3 separate regions of the Mus musculus genome follow, and all the other regions are linked to region 3. Evidence: chromatin contacts called from public promoter capture Hi-C data. All regions are on one chromosome and are shown on one strand. Each heading gives the region's core, a stretch centred on a gene start, on an enhancer-like site or on the middle of the called end of the contact. The rest is flanking DNA. Distances are from core to core; before and after follow the strand shown. Region 1 overlaps Gm46515 (a long non-coding RNA gene). Region 2 overlaps Vps13b (vacuolar protein sorting 13B). Region 3 holds the start of Fbxo43 (F-box protein 43).

Region 1 (4,084 bases), core at 366-2,865, 520 kb before region 3:
CCAAAAGGTGTGTTAGAGCATCTGTACACAGGGCAGCCTGGAAGGTAATTTTCTCCGTGAGGAAGCCAGGCGTTGCTTCAGAAACGGCCATCAAAGGTCTGTGGGGCTCCTGGCAAGCCTTGAGGAGCGTCTCTGCTTGTTAGTGGTGAGGAAGCACTGAGAGGCTGCAGATGGCCAAACAATGAGTCAGGAGGAAGCCAGCGCCTGGGCACTTCATTACCATGGTGTTAGAATGATGGCCCTTCCTTGTGGACCAATGTCGGCCACACCCCACCTCAGGGGATGGCTGAAGACCTAAGTGGCCCACTATAGCCCTCCTTACTCTACAAAAGTGGATTCATGAGACCTCACCTCTTCTTCATGAGTCATACAGTTACGGTCTTCTTTAAGATTTATTTTATTTTTAATTGACATGTGCTCATTCTTAAATGATGCTTTCTTTCTTTCTTTCTTTTTTTTTTTTTTTTTTTTTTTTTTGGCTTTTCGAGACAGGGTTTCTTTGTATAGCTCTGGCTGTCCTGGAACTCACTTTGTAGACCAGGCTGGCCTCAAACTCAGAAATCCACCTCCCTCTGCCTCCCGAGTGCTAGGATTAAAGGTGTGTGCCACCACGACCAGCTCAAATGATGCTTTCAACATGTTTATTTTTACTTCTTTTTCAGTTGCCATCTCTGTAATCTGACCCTTGCTTGCTCTGCTCTACCTTTCAAAAGTTCTTCCTTTTCAAGTACTCCTCCCTTTTCAAATGCTCCTCCCATTTGAAGTGCTCCTCCCTTTTCAAATGCTCCTCCCTTTTCACATGCTTCTTCCTTTTCAAATGTTCTGGCTTTTGTTTGACAGGGGTCTGAGAAGTTGGATCGTTGTGTCTTGGTATAGCTGTGTATAAACATTTTTCCTAAATGTTCAGTTACCTACAGATAACTGAGGAGTCCTTTTATTTGCTTGTAAATGTGACTTTTCTAGGTCATAGCCATCCTCTCTGCCTTGTATTTGATGCCATCTTTTAGTATATCAGAGAAAACAACTCCAGCTTAGGCTTGAGCTCAGGGAACTCTGGAAGGACACACAATGCTGGTATTATTTGCCACATCAAACGGTGTTCTTTATTCACTAACCCCTGGGCACGTTTACAAATATTTTTAAAGAATGCATTCATCGCTTACTATCTACACCAGAGAGATGGAAACCAAGCTTACTTTCTCTCTCACTTGTCTTTTAAAAGCATATTCATCCCGGTTGCCATTCAAACCGTGGAGAGAAATAAAAGCCAGTTGGTAACAGAAGCAGTTGTTTTAGACTGGGACGTAGTGATGAATCGGAATCCTTCTGTTTTCTCATTTGCGGAGCATCTGCGCTTTACCCTTATCCGTGTAAACCCCTAAGGACTTTGAGGGCTAAGTCTGATGGAGGGAGCAGTGGTATTTCCAGTTCTCCAGTTAGAAGAGGGCAGGGCAGAGGGAGAGCTCCAAGGAGAGAACTGGGGGCCACTTGGGAAGATAAAGGAACACAGTCACCGAAGCTGGCCATCATGACAGTGGCTAACACCAAGGCAGGTAAAATACAGGGCCAGGTCACAAACTGGGCAGGAGATGGGAGGGAAGTGGGGCGTGGTGGGGCGTGGCACCTGGGTGTTCCGGAGTAGTCATCTTGTTAAGCTTCTCTACAGAGAAATGAGCTCCTTCGTTCTGGGGAAACACCTGAAACCTGGGAGCAAAGTTTACACAATAGGAAGTTGTTAATGAACGGAGCCTTTCCAGGAAGTGCGTGAGGTGGAGCTTAACCCCCGGGAGAGAAGCTCGGTCGGTCGGTCGATGCTGTGACTCAGCCTCTGGCTTCATCAAGCTTCCGCCTCACCTGTCACGAGGGGGGAGGGGAGGTGGCGTTGTTTTGTAAACTTCCCAGAAATCCTTTATGGAGACATTCTTCAAAAGGGCCAAGAAGTCTAATTAGCCCTCAGCTATTAGACGCAGGGCTGCTCTAGATAGGGTATGGGGTAGAGTGTGATGACATCTGTCCACTTACCTCAGTAAACGAGACAGATAAGGTGTGGTGGCTCCATCTTTTCTGTCAACTTGACTATAGAGAGACTCTGCTAGGAGACATAAGGCTGGATGTTTCTGTGACACTGTTTCCACAGAGGTTTAACTGAGGTGGGTGGCAGCACCCCCTGAGGCAGGGCTGACTAACAGGAAAGGGGAAAGCCAGGTGAGCAGCACCCTCCCTCCCTCCTCCCTGCTTCCTGACTGGATGCAGTCTGCCAAGCCACCTTGCATCCCTGCGCCATGATGGACAGACTCTATTCCTCAAGCTGTGAGCCAGAATGAGCCCTCTCTTGCTTAAGCTGCTTTGTCAGGTAGAAAGGATTCAAAGCATACTAATAAATCTTTGGAGGAGATGCCGTTGAGGAAACAGGATTAACTTCTGAAGGGCCTCTGCACATCTCAGGAGCCCCTCATCTCTTTGTGCTGAGGGCTAGTTTCTCAAGGCGACAATCCAGCACTTCCCAGCTGATCCATGAGAGGTGAAGCAGGTGCTCTGTACAAATGTGACCTGCCTGTGACAGGGGGTGCCTAGGAGTGCGCCCAGTGATCTGGGGGAATGTGCCAAAATACACTTCTTACTGAAGGGGTATGGGCTCGGATGTACTCCAGTGTGTAGACACATTCTTGCCACATTTCAGTTTTCCTTAAAGAAGACAAACATGGACTGTTGTGGGCATACATGTTTGTAACCCTAGACTTGGAAATCTGAGGTGAGAGAGTTACCATGAGTTTGATGACAGTCAGAGCTACATAGCAAAACCTTGCTAAAACAAATGAAATTAAATTTAAACAACACAGTATAAGCGTGTGTGTGCACCCCACACACACACACGCCCCACTCCCTCCCCACACACGTGTAAGTCCCAGCTTAGGCAGGCATGGACGTGTAAGTGATACAATAAGAAGTGGTGCAGAATCCTCTTGAAATGGGAGTCTTGGTTGGACCCAAGAACAGACAATAGAGTGAATAATCAATCAAATAACCCTAATAAGGGCTAGGTGTGTGACTCAGTGTTAATGTGGTTGCCTAGCGTTGGTGCAGAACTGATTTTGATTCCCAGCAACACAAAGAAAGAAAAAAGAAAAGAAAAGATGGGAAATATGGGTCAGTAGGTTTCTGGAATCAACATAGTGAAAGGAGAGAACTGACTCCTGCATGGTCTTTTCTGACCTCTATACACATGATGTGGTATGTAAGCACCCATGTGCATGCACGCACACACACACACACACACACACACACACACACTATACATACATACATATAATACATACACGTACATATACATACATACATACATACATACATACCTATTACATATTTTTAAGAAGAGAAGAACTAAAGCCAAGTTGTCACTAGAACATAAATTAGAGCTGGCTAATAGTGCAACATTTCAACTTGTTCTCCACCATGACAGCTTTTGCTCTTTTGTGGACTGTTGGAGATGCCACAACAGAGACCCGATGTCCCTCTGAGCTTGGCGTGTCCTTTGTAGTATGGTAAGTACAAAAAGGAAGATGAGAACCTCCACACAATATTTCAGAATCTCTCAAACGCTATGACATGAAGAAATTAGACTTCTCAGTTTCTTCTTCTCCCCATTGTCCAGATGCTCCCAGGTAATTCGCAGCTCTGCTCCCACACCCTCAGCTTTGCACCCCTCTTACTATCGTCCTTTGTACCCCTTCCTGAATTTGCCAGAGGCTCACAGGCCTCATGTACCCCAGGATAGCCGTGAATGCAATTGTAAGCTTACTTTAAACACTAGTGTGTGTGTGTGTGTGTGTGTGTGTGTGTGAGAGAGAGAGATCTTTCTTGCAACTCAGCTGCGTGATCCTCTATTGTGAACTCTGTAGATGATATTGATGTTATAATGACAAAAGATTGACTCATCTTGTGTATTGATGCCCACGCTCATATATGAATGAATAGGGGATATACCAGTTCTTCCTTAGGAGGAAAGATGCAAGGAGAGTTTGTGTTTAAGTTTTTACTGTGTTTTAATTGACTTAAGATGGGGCCTCCATGCTGTGCTGCAGGG
Region 2 (3,574 bases), core at 64-2,563, 550 kb after region 3:
TTAGAGTATGAAATGGATACCGTCTTAGATCTAGAATAAGCAATTAGTACTCAACAAGAATCTAGCCCATGAAACAGATACCTATTGGGATCTAGTACATGAAATGGATACCCACTCAGATCAAGAATAGGAAATGGATGTCTACTGTGTTCTAGAACAGGAAATGGACACTCACGCTCATGACTTTATCTAACACCTAATCTGTCTATATAAAGATCAAGGAACCAGCTGAGGACAAAAATGCCTGATTTTATAAAAGGAGTAGGTAGGGTACAGAGAAGAAAGAAAGAGTTGCCCAAGTCAGCTATGTACAAACTCTGAGCAACAAGAAAAGAGTAATAAGAAGACAGTTCCCTGTTTAGGAAGAGAAAAGGAATTAATTCCAGAGTTTGAGAAGTGACACAGTACCAGGCTCTTACTCTTAGGTCAAGCCAAGCATCATCACTTTTAAAAATTGTTGTATTTTATTTTGTCTTATCTAGACTATTGTCATGGTGATGGAAAGCCAGGAAACTCTTTGAGAAAAGCTGAATCTGTTCTTTCCTGTTCTATTTTGTAGAACTTAAGGAACCAGGTGCCATCAATGGTGCCTTAAGACAAAAAAGAAATGTTTGTGTCACATATGAATAAATCATTGTATCAGCACTGTAATATACCATCTGAGACAGAGTAGAATCTGAGACCTGAGTGTCGTAAGGTCTGTATCTGCACTTTCAAAGTTCTGCTCCCACAAACGCACAGCACTTGTTCCACAGACCCTCACATTACTGTCTGCCTATATATAGGTATCTGTATCCAAACCTCTCTTGGTTTGTTTTTTTTTTTGTTTTTTGGTTTTTTTTTTTTTTTTTTGGTTTTTCAAGACAGGGTTTCTCTGTGTAGCCCTGGCTGTCCTGGAACTCGCTCTGTAGACCAGGTTGGCCTCGAACTCAGAAATCCACCTGCCTCTGCCTCCCAAGTGCTGGGATTAAAGGCGTGCGCCACCACGCCTGGCCTCAAACCTTGCTTTTTAAGTGGACTTAATTAGTGCTCATTCTAACGGCTTCTTTTTTCTCCTCTGGACACTTTTACTAGATGCAAGATCACATTCAAAGATAAAGAGGGATAGGACAACATCCCACTCCACCCTGCCCCAAGGGACATAATTTAACAGTTTCTTTTACTCTTACAAGGATTTTAAAGCAGCCAATAGCACTAGCATTCTAATAGCAACCTAAGAGATGGTCAGAATTCTCTATAGCACTGCTGGAACACAGTCCAAGCATGGAGTCATGGAGGGGAGTTCTGAGTGCTTGTTTTAACATGAGTCTTTTGACCTCAGTTTCATCAAAAAAACACAGACATTCTTGGAATTCTTGGAATGTGTTTGCCTGATCCTCCCAGGTATAGGGGAGTCTATTTCAGTTGTTTTTTGTTTATATGCCTCTGTAAGAAAACATGTTTTTGCCATGTGTGTCTTGTCCTTGTGATTACACACTTTACTCCGGTGACTCTTCTTAACCCTCAGAGTATAAACTGCCTGATGCTCTGAATAAACTTGGCTGCTGCATGATACTGTAGTAGTCAGCCTCATTTTTAGTCCCTGCTCTCCCAGGTTCACGCAGCCAACTAGCGTGGTAAAAAACAACACTATGAAACCAAATTATATAGCATATAACAGAAAGAAGTAGAGAGAGTATCCACAGCATGATTTTGTGCATAAAGAAACTTGCAACCAAGACCGATAACCTGAATTTCATTTTCAATACCCACATGCTTAAAGGACAGAAATAACTCCTATAAACACCTCAATAAATAGACAGATGATAGATAGATAGATGATGATAAATAGACAGATGGTTGATAGATAAATAGATAGATAGATAGATAGATAGATAGATAGATAGATAGATAGATCATGTATGGATGGATGGGTGAATGTTTAAAAAGAGGCAGGTGGGGAGAGCTGCATTGTACTGGAAAGGAACTTCTATAATATGGAATGATAGTGGAAATTAATTTTTTTAAATACTTCAAAATCTGGCCTGGTTGATAACTATTAAAGCTGGAATAGATATATGTACTATGAATTTATGACCATTGGCCGATCAGATTCAATAATATGCTACAGGAGATTATTTTTAAAATAGGATTCAACATTGACTATGTGGAAAATATACAATAGTATATTTGAAGTTAAAAATGTAAATTTTATGATAATTAATGATGTACACAAAACCAGGTGATATGAATTCATAGTAATTGTAATGAGGCAGAATACAACGTGACTGGCATATCACAGCTGAAATGTTATGGAAGTGGCAACTTTTAATAAGTGTTCTCTTTAGGTGTAAATGAGCAAGATTTGAAAGGGGGCTCTGAGAATCTGATTAAAAATTATATTTGGTCACTTAAGTACATCCTCCAGCCCAACAATAAAAGAAATAGTTCCTCAGAATTTCAAACCAGCACATCTATAACTGATTTTATTCCACCAGCCAAAAGATGAATTTATATATTCATCAATACAATTCTTACTATAAAACTTGATAGAATTTTAAAGCCATTCTTCATCTAATCATCGCAATGTTGATGGCAAGGTTTAAGGACAAAAAGGTAGGGTATTTAAAGGAAGAGAAGTCTTTTAATAAAACAAATAAACATTAAAAAAAATTTAGCATTTAGAATGAAGTGTACCAACCTGGGGATTAGAGCATTTTATCTCTAATGACTCTAAGTCAACATGAAGACAGACAACAAATGAATGCCTTCCATCGGGTCCCACAGGAAGCAGCTTTTGAGATGTGACTGCTAGAGTAGAGGTACATCCCATAGGCTCCACAAGGGAAAGAGTCACTTGCTTTCCAAGAAGGGTATATATGCTGAAATGATGCAAGCTTATGGTCCAAGGAAATGCATCACCTATAAGGGAACAAAACAGAAAAATGAGACCAACAAAATTACACAATTAATGAATACAAATAAAAAATTATTTAAAATTTCAATCTGAAATATAGCACAACATAACAAAGGTAGGATCTCAGAGACTAAGGTAGTAAATGATTTACATGCTACTTAAATAATTTAACTTTAGTATTTGTAGTTACTATAATATACTTCTATACTTTTCATACATTGTAAGCATAAGAAGAAACCTGGCTATGAAATGAGAGAGGAGAATAATATGGATGTTTTTGTGTGGTGGCAACTCACACCAGAATTAATGGTGATGGAGCATGCTAATGAATCAGGCTTCTGGTGCTATGTTAGAAGTACTTAGTCAGAAATTCTGTGGATGGAAATCAGGCATATTTCTACATATTCCTTGTGTGGCTCTCAAAGCACATGAGATATATTTTAAAGGATGCAGGCTTGACTAAAAATTTAGCATTCATAAATATCATAACTGAAAGAAAAATATTTCTTTTACTGTTCTAGTAATTTATCTAATGTGCAATGTATTTATAAGTAGAAGCATAGACTATATAACATCTTAGAATTTTATACTGTATTATAGGTAAAGTAGACGGATATAATTCCAATTGGAATATTGAAAATTCATTATTCTGGTATATATAGATATAGATATAGATAT
Region 3 (3,943 bases), core at 198-2,697:
GAGGGCACTCTCACCTGTTTATAAACAAGCCTCATTAAGAAACTGTGCCCTGTTCATCTTTGCATGAATAGCATGTAGCTTGAGCTTACTTTTGAGTTTGGGTATTTTAAGCCTATTTGTCAACGCTAAGGAGAATCCTCAGAGAAGAGGGTAGTGGTTGTTACTAGCTTAAAGGTGGCAGCTGAGGTTCTGATTGAGACCTGTGTCAATTTGGAGAAGATAAAACTTTGAACACTGCCTAGGTGGAATGTCTTGTTGCAGTGGTCCCAGGAAGAAAAGAGTCTCTGCTCGGAGAAGACCAGCTAGACAGGCGATGGGGGTCAGGCTGTGCATTCTTGGAACACTGAATGAAAGCCAAGACTTTAAATGTATTTGGTGTGATAGGTTCTTGGCTGTTTCTGATCCCTAAAAAGGAATGTCTGAAACCAATAAACACAGTCACTCATTTATTCATAACTTTTGTTTTGTTGGTTTTTTTTTTTTTTTTTTCAGGTCAGTGGCTATGTAGCTTAGGCTGACCTGAAACTTGGTATGTAGACATGGCTGGTCTCTATGGAGATCCTCTGCCTCCTGACTGCAGAGACTATAGAGGTGTGACTCACAACTTTTTTCTTTTTTGTCTATTCACAAAATTTATATATTTGTTCACTGTAGAAACGAGGGCAAAATCATAAACTATTTTTAAAAAAAATCATTAACCAGGTGTGGTGGCACACGCCAGAACTTGGAAGGTGGAATGAGGAGGATCGGGAGTTCAAGTCCAGCCTGGACTTCATGTGACACGGTCTTAAACACACACACACACACACACACACACACACACACACACACACACACACACACACAAAACCAAAACCAAAGTTGGGGGGTGTTGCTGGGTTTATTGGGGCACTCCTGTAATCCTAGCCATTGGAAGATGAAGGCAGGAAAATCAGGAGTTCCAGGACAGTCTTGGCTACCTAACAAGTTCAAGTGGACTCCCAGGGACCACTGCCACTCTCTTAACCCAAAATCAAATAGTTAGGAAGTCAACCTCTCCGTCCTTATGCTGTATTTACGCCTTTACTATCCAAAGCTGTTGATAGGATTCTTTGACTTTGTACATCGGGCGAAACACTTCCAGGGATGATGCCTGGCACTGCAGGTTTTCTAACCGATGCGTCCCTCCAGTCTGGTCGCACGCAGTGATGCAGGGACCAACAGAGAGCTGGATGGAGCAGGGCGGAGCTGCGAAGGGATGAGGGCGGGGAGGCGGGGCGAGCGCTCAGACGGAAGGTGGGGAGGGTGGTGCCCTGGGCGGGGAAAGGTGGCAGGGGCGGGCTCGGCCGAGGCTCCCGGCTCAGGTGGGCGGCGCGGCCCAGGTGCGCCGGCCCGCAGCCGCTCCGCCCTCCTCCCAGGGGCGTCTCCCGCCCGCACGCCCGCCCGCACGTCCGGGTGACGACCGTTAGTCCCGCCCGCAGCAGACGGCTCGGCAGCTCCGGTGGGGGGGCATCTCTGGTCTCTAGTCGGGAGATTCCCCCAGGTCCAAGACTGGCTGGAGAGAGGCCGGAGAGTGCGGCTGCTGCGGGGCGGAGAGATTCCGAGCGACTTGACCTTCCCAGCCGCTGCCCCTCCTGAAGCCGTCCCGGCGCTGCTCCGGGCTCCGTTAATTGTTGAGGTTTTTCTCTTAAGTGGTGGTACCTCGGCATGAACTTTAAAGGCAAAGATGACAGACTTTGTTGTTTGGAAGCCTACCTTACTTTGACATGTCTTAAGAACTCAAGGTTGACTGGTGGTAAGATATTCCACTTTAATGAGAGCATCGGTTTAACGAAGCAGTTTTCTGACTTGTATAGGGCGTAAGTCTTTTTTTTTTATTTTTATTTTTTTTTATTTTGCGTAAGTCTTTGTAGATAGGAGTTCTGAGTGATTTATCAGAACTTTTTTTTTTTTTTGCCATCAAAAGGTTTGTTTGATTCATCAGCCTGTGGTTGCATGAATAATTTTCAAAGTTTGAAGCAGGCATTTTGGTGTATAAGCAAGATGAGGATGAAGGCAGCGACAGAGTCTCTGGTTTTCCCAAGTAGGGAGCGTGTATCAGGGCTCCTACTTTATTCCCAACGGTTTTTAGCTTCCATTTCCCAAATCTTATGCTGGTGAGGCACCTAGTGGTGAAGTGGCAGAACAGGTCACTTTTAGAATAAATTTCACATGGAATAAAATTCAATACAATACAGTAAATGCACATGCTCTAACTTTCGCAAATTGATTGAATTAATATTTTTTCAGGAGAAAGTGATTTATGAGAGGAAACATTGTAACTTACTATTTGGAGCAATTTGTAGAAAGCAGAGCTTAATCATCTTGTCCTACCAGGCATGCGCAGAAGTTAGTCATAAGCACAGGGGATCAGAAGTCAAAACTGCCCAAAAGCGGAAGAGGCTTAAAAATCACTTTGCTTTATAGCAGTGAGCCTCGGATCTTGTGGTTTTTGTAGCAGGTTATTTTGTAATATTTAAACTACATATTTAACTTACATACCATACATGTCTAAGTCCATGTGGCCGAACGAGAGAAATGACTTCTATGGCATGCTATGTTTGCATGTGTGTCACCCACAAATAAATGTTAAAAAGAAAAAACATAGTGGTTTTTTTCTGATTTATTTTTAATTATGTATGTCTGTGTATGTGCATGAGTACAGTGCCCATAGAGACATACATAGAGACACTATTGAACATGAGGATGTGAGCTGGGAACCGAGCCTGGGTATCTGGTGAGAGCAGTGCAAAAGCTCTTGACCTCTGAGCCGCAGCCCCAGCCTCGCCTGGTGAGCTTTGAAAGGAAATAACTGAACACAGAGACATTAGAATGTTGCAACCGAATATACACTTGCTAACTAAAATCATACAGTAACAAAATAATCTGAAAATAAGGCTGGTATGTTTTTGTTAAGAATAGTTCAAGTAAATATTTGTGCTTGGTGCTTTGCCTATGGTTGTCAAGTAATCAGAATATAATACAGTTTATAGCAAGGTGGTATTTTAAGTAGGACATTTAGGACAGTTTATTATGAAAATTTGTTTTTAAGTAACTTGAAAAAAATCACATAATTTCCTATTATCTATATTTAACACAAATTATATATTTTGTTATAAGTTGCTTGGCTGCACATCACAAAGGAAGAATAAACTTGTATCTACTTGGTAAAAACAGAGAGCTTGAAGATATCCCAAAGGCACTCAGCCAGCCACAGAGCAGGAAGCAATATGGACTCCTCTGCTGTCACTGTCAAGGGTCTCAGCCTCATAGACTTTTGTTCCACATCCTCCTTTAAATATAGGGGCCATCACGAGCTGTCAGAATCTTGCAGCCTTAATAAGAAAGAAGAAGAGCCTATGCTAACCTGTGAGCATCCTGAAACTCCAAGTTTAGGTTCCCCCAATTCTGCAGTATCTCCCAGTCAAATAATGAAGTCTGTGTCCCTAAGGAAGGAAAAGGATAAAAGCCCAGAACTTTGTGAGACTCCTAAACTCAGAAGGAAAAAATGCACATTACGCAGGCGGCTAGACTTTTCTTTCCCTCTTCTGAAGGGGGATTCTGATTCACAAAGCAGATCTCTGGAAAGTAACATAAGCCAAGGTGTTAGCCTAGAAAAACATTTGCCAGGTAGCACTTCAGGTTTCCCAAAGGAAGACAACTTTAGCCCATTAGTTACCAGCACGATAAAAACAGAGGATGTGGTTTCCAACAGTCAGAACTCAAGGTTACATTTTTCTCAGCACAAGACTTCCACCATTGAAGATTCCAAAGACAACTGTGGCTTGTTTGAAGTGGAATGTCTGTCTCCAATTGAAGGCAATGATTTTAAAGATTCTATCACACACTTTAGTGACAGCAGTTTAAGTGTTAGTGATGAGAATACATGTCCTGAACTTCTGGGCTCCTGTGGTAGCCAAACAAC

What was found. Promoter capture Hi-C pulls out the DNA fragments that hold promoters and counts their contacts.
Region 1: a promoter capture Hi-C map of hematopoietic stem and progenitor cells shows a contact between it and region 3, with 4 times the contacts expected there. The contact joins the enhancer-like site here to the promoter of Fbxo43 in region 3. A contact is called at or near these places in 14 of 39 promoter capture datasets (the HPC-7 cell line, HPC-7-derived erythroid cells, cranial neural crest and 9 more), 13 of 484 Hi-C or Micro-C datasets (ECoMG myeloid progenitors, the G1E-ER4 cell line, cerebellar granule neurons and 7 more), 7 of 115 datasets of contacts at active chromatin or transcription factors (bone marrow-derived macrophages, effector CD8 T cells, embryonic forebrain and 4 more) and 2 of 9 other capture datasets (liver and pancreatic islet).
Region 2: a contact with region 3 is called in a promoter capture Hi-C map of embryonic stem cells, with 3 times the contacts expected there. The contact joins the enhancer-like site here to the promoter of Fbxo43 in region 3. A contact is called at or near these places in 9 of 39 promoter capture datasets (the C10 cell line, cranial neural crest, embryonic stem cells and 4 more), 1 of 484 Hi-C or Micro-C datasets (embryonic stem cells), 1 of 115 datasets of contacts at active chromatin or transcription factors (extraembryonic endoderm stem cells) and 1 of 9 other capture datasets (adipose tissue).

Annotation. Positions count from the first base shown.
Region 1 is chr15:36,686,177-36,690,260 of GRCm38.p6, reverse strand. Gm46515 (a long non-coding RNA gene) reads left to right here. Exons shown (of 3, transcript XR_001781660.1): 2 at 3,461-3,542. Among named protein-coding and RNA genes, the nearest start is that of Gm46515, 7.5 kb to the left of the region's middle. Within about 2 kb of position 1,615, at least 110 of the 459 cell types and tissues checked have an H3K27ac peak or open chromatin away from gene starts, as enhancers often do. A contact at or near this core is called in ECoMG myeloid progenitors, embryonic stem cells, epiblast stem cells and 3 more, where this site is marked.
Region 2 is chr15:35,616,925-35,620,498 of GRCm38.p6, reverse strand. Vps13b (vacuolar protein sorting 13B) reads right to left here. Exons shown (of 62, transcript NM_177151.4): 24 at 2,681-2,901. Among named protein-coding and RNA genes, the nearest start is that of Mir599, 42 kb to the left of the region's middle. Within about 2 kb of position 1,313, at least 4 of the 459 cell types and tissues checked have an H3K27ac peak or open chromatin away from gene starts, as enhancers often do. A contact at or near this core is called in embryonic stem cells, where this site is marked.
Region 3 is chr15:36,162,365-36,166,307 of GRCm38.p6, reverse strand. It overlaps Fbxo43 (F-box protein 43), which reads left to right and starts at 1,447. Exons shown (of 5, transcript NM_001081253.2): 1 at 1,447-1,838; 2 at 3,139-3,943. The coding sequence starts at 3,249.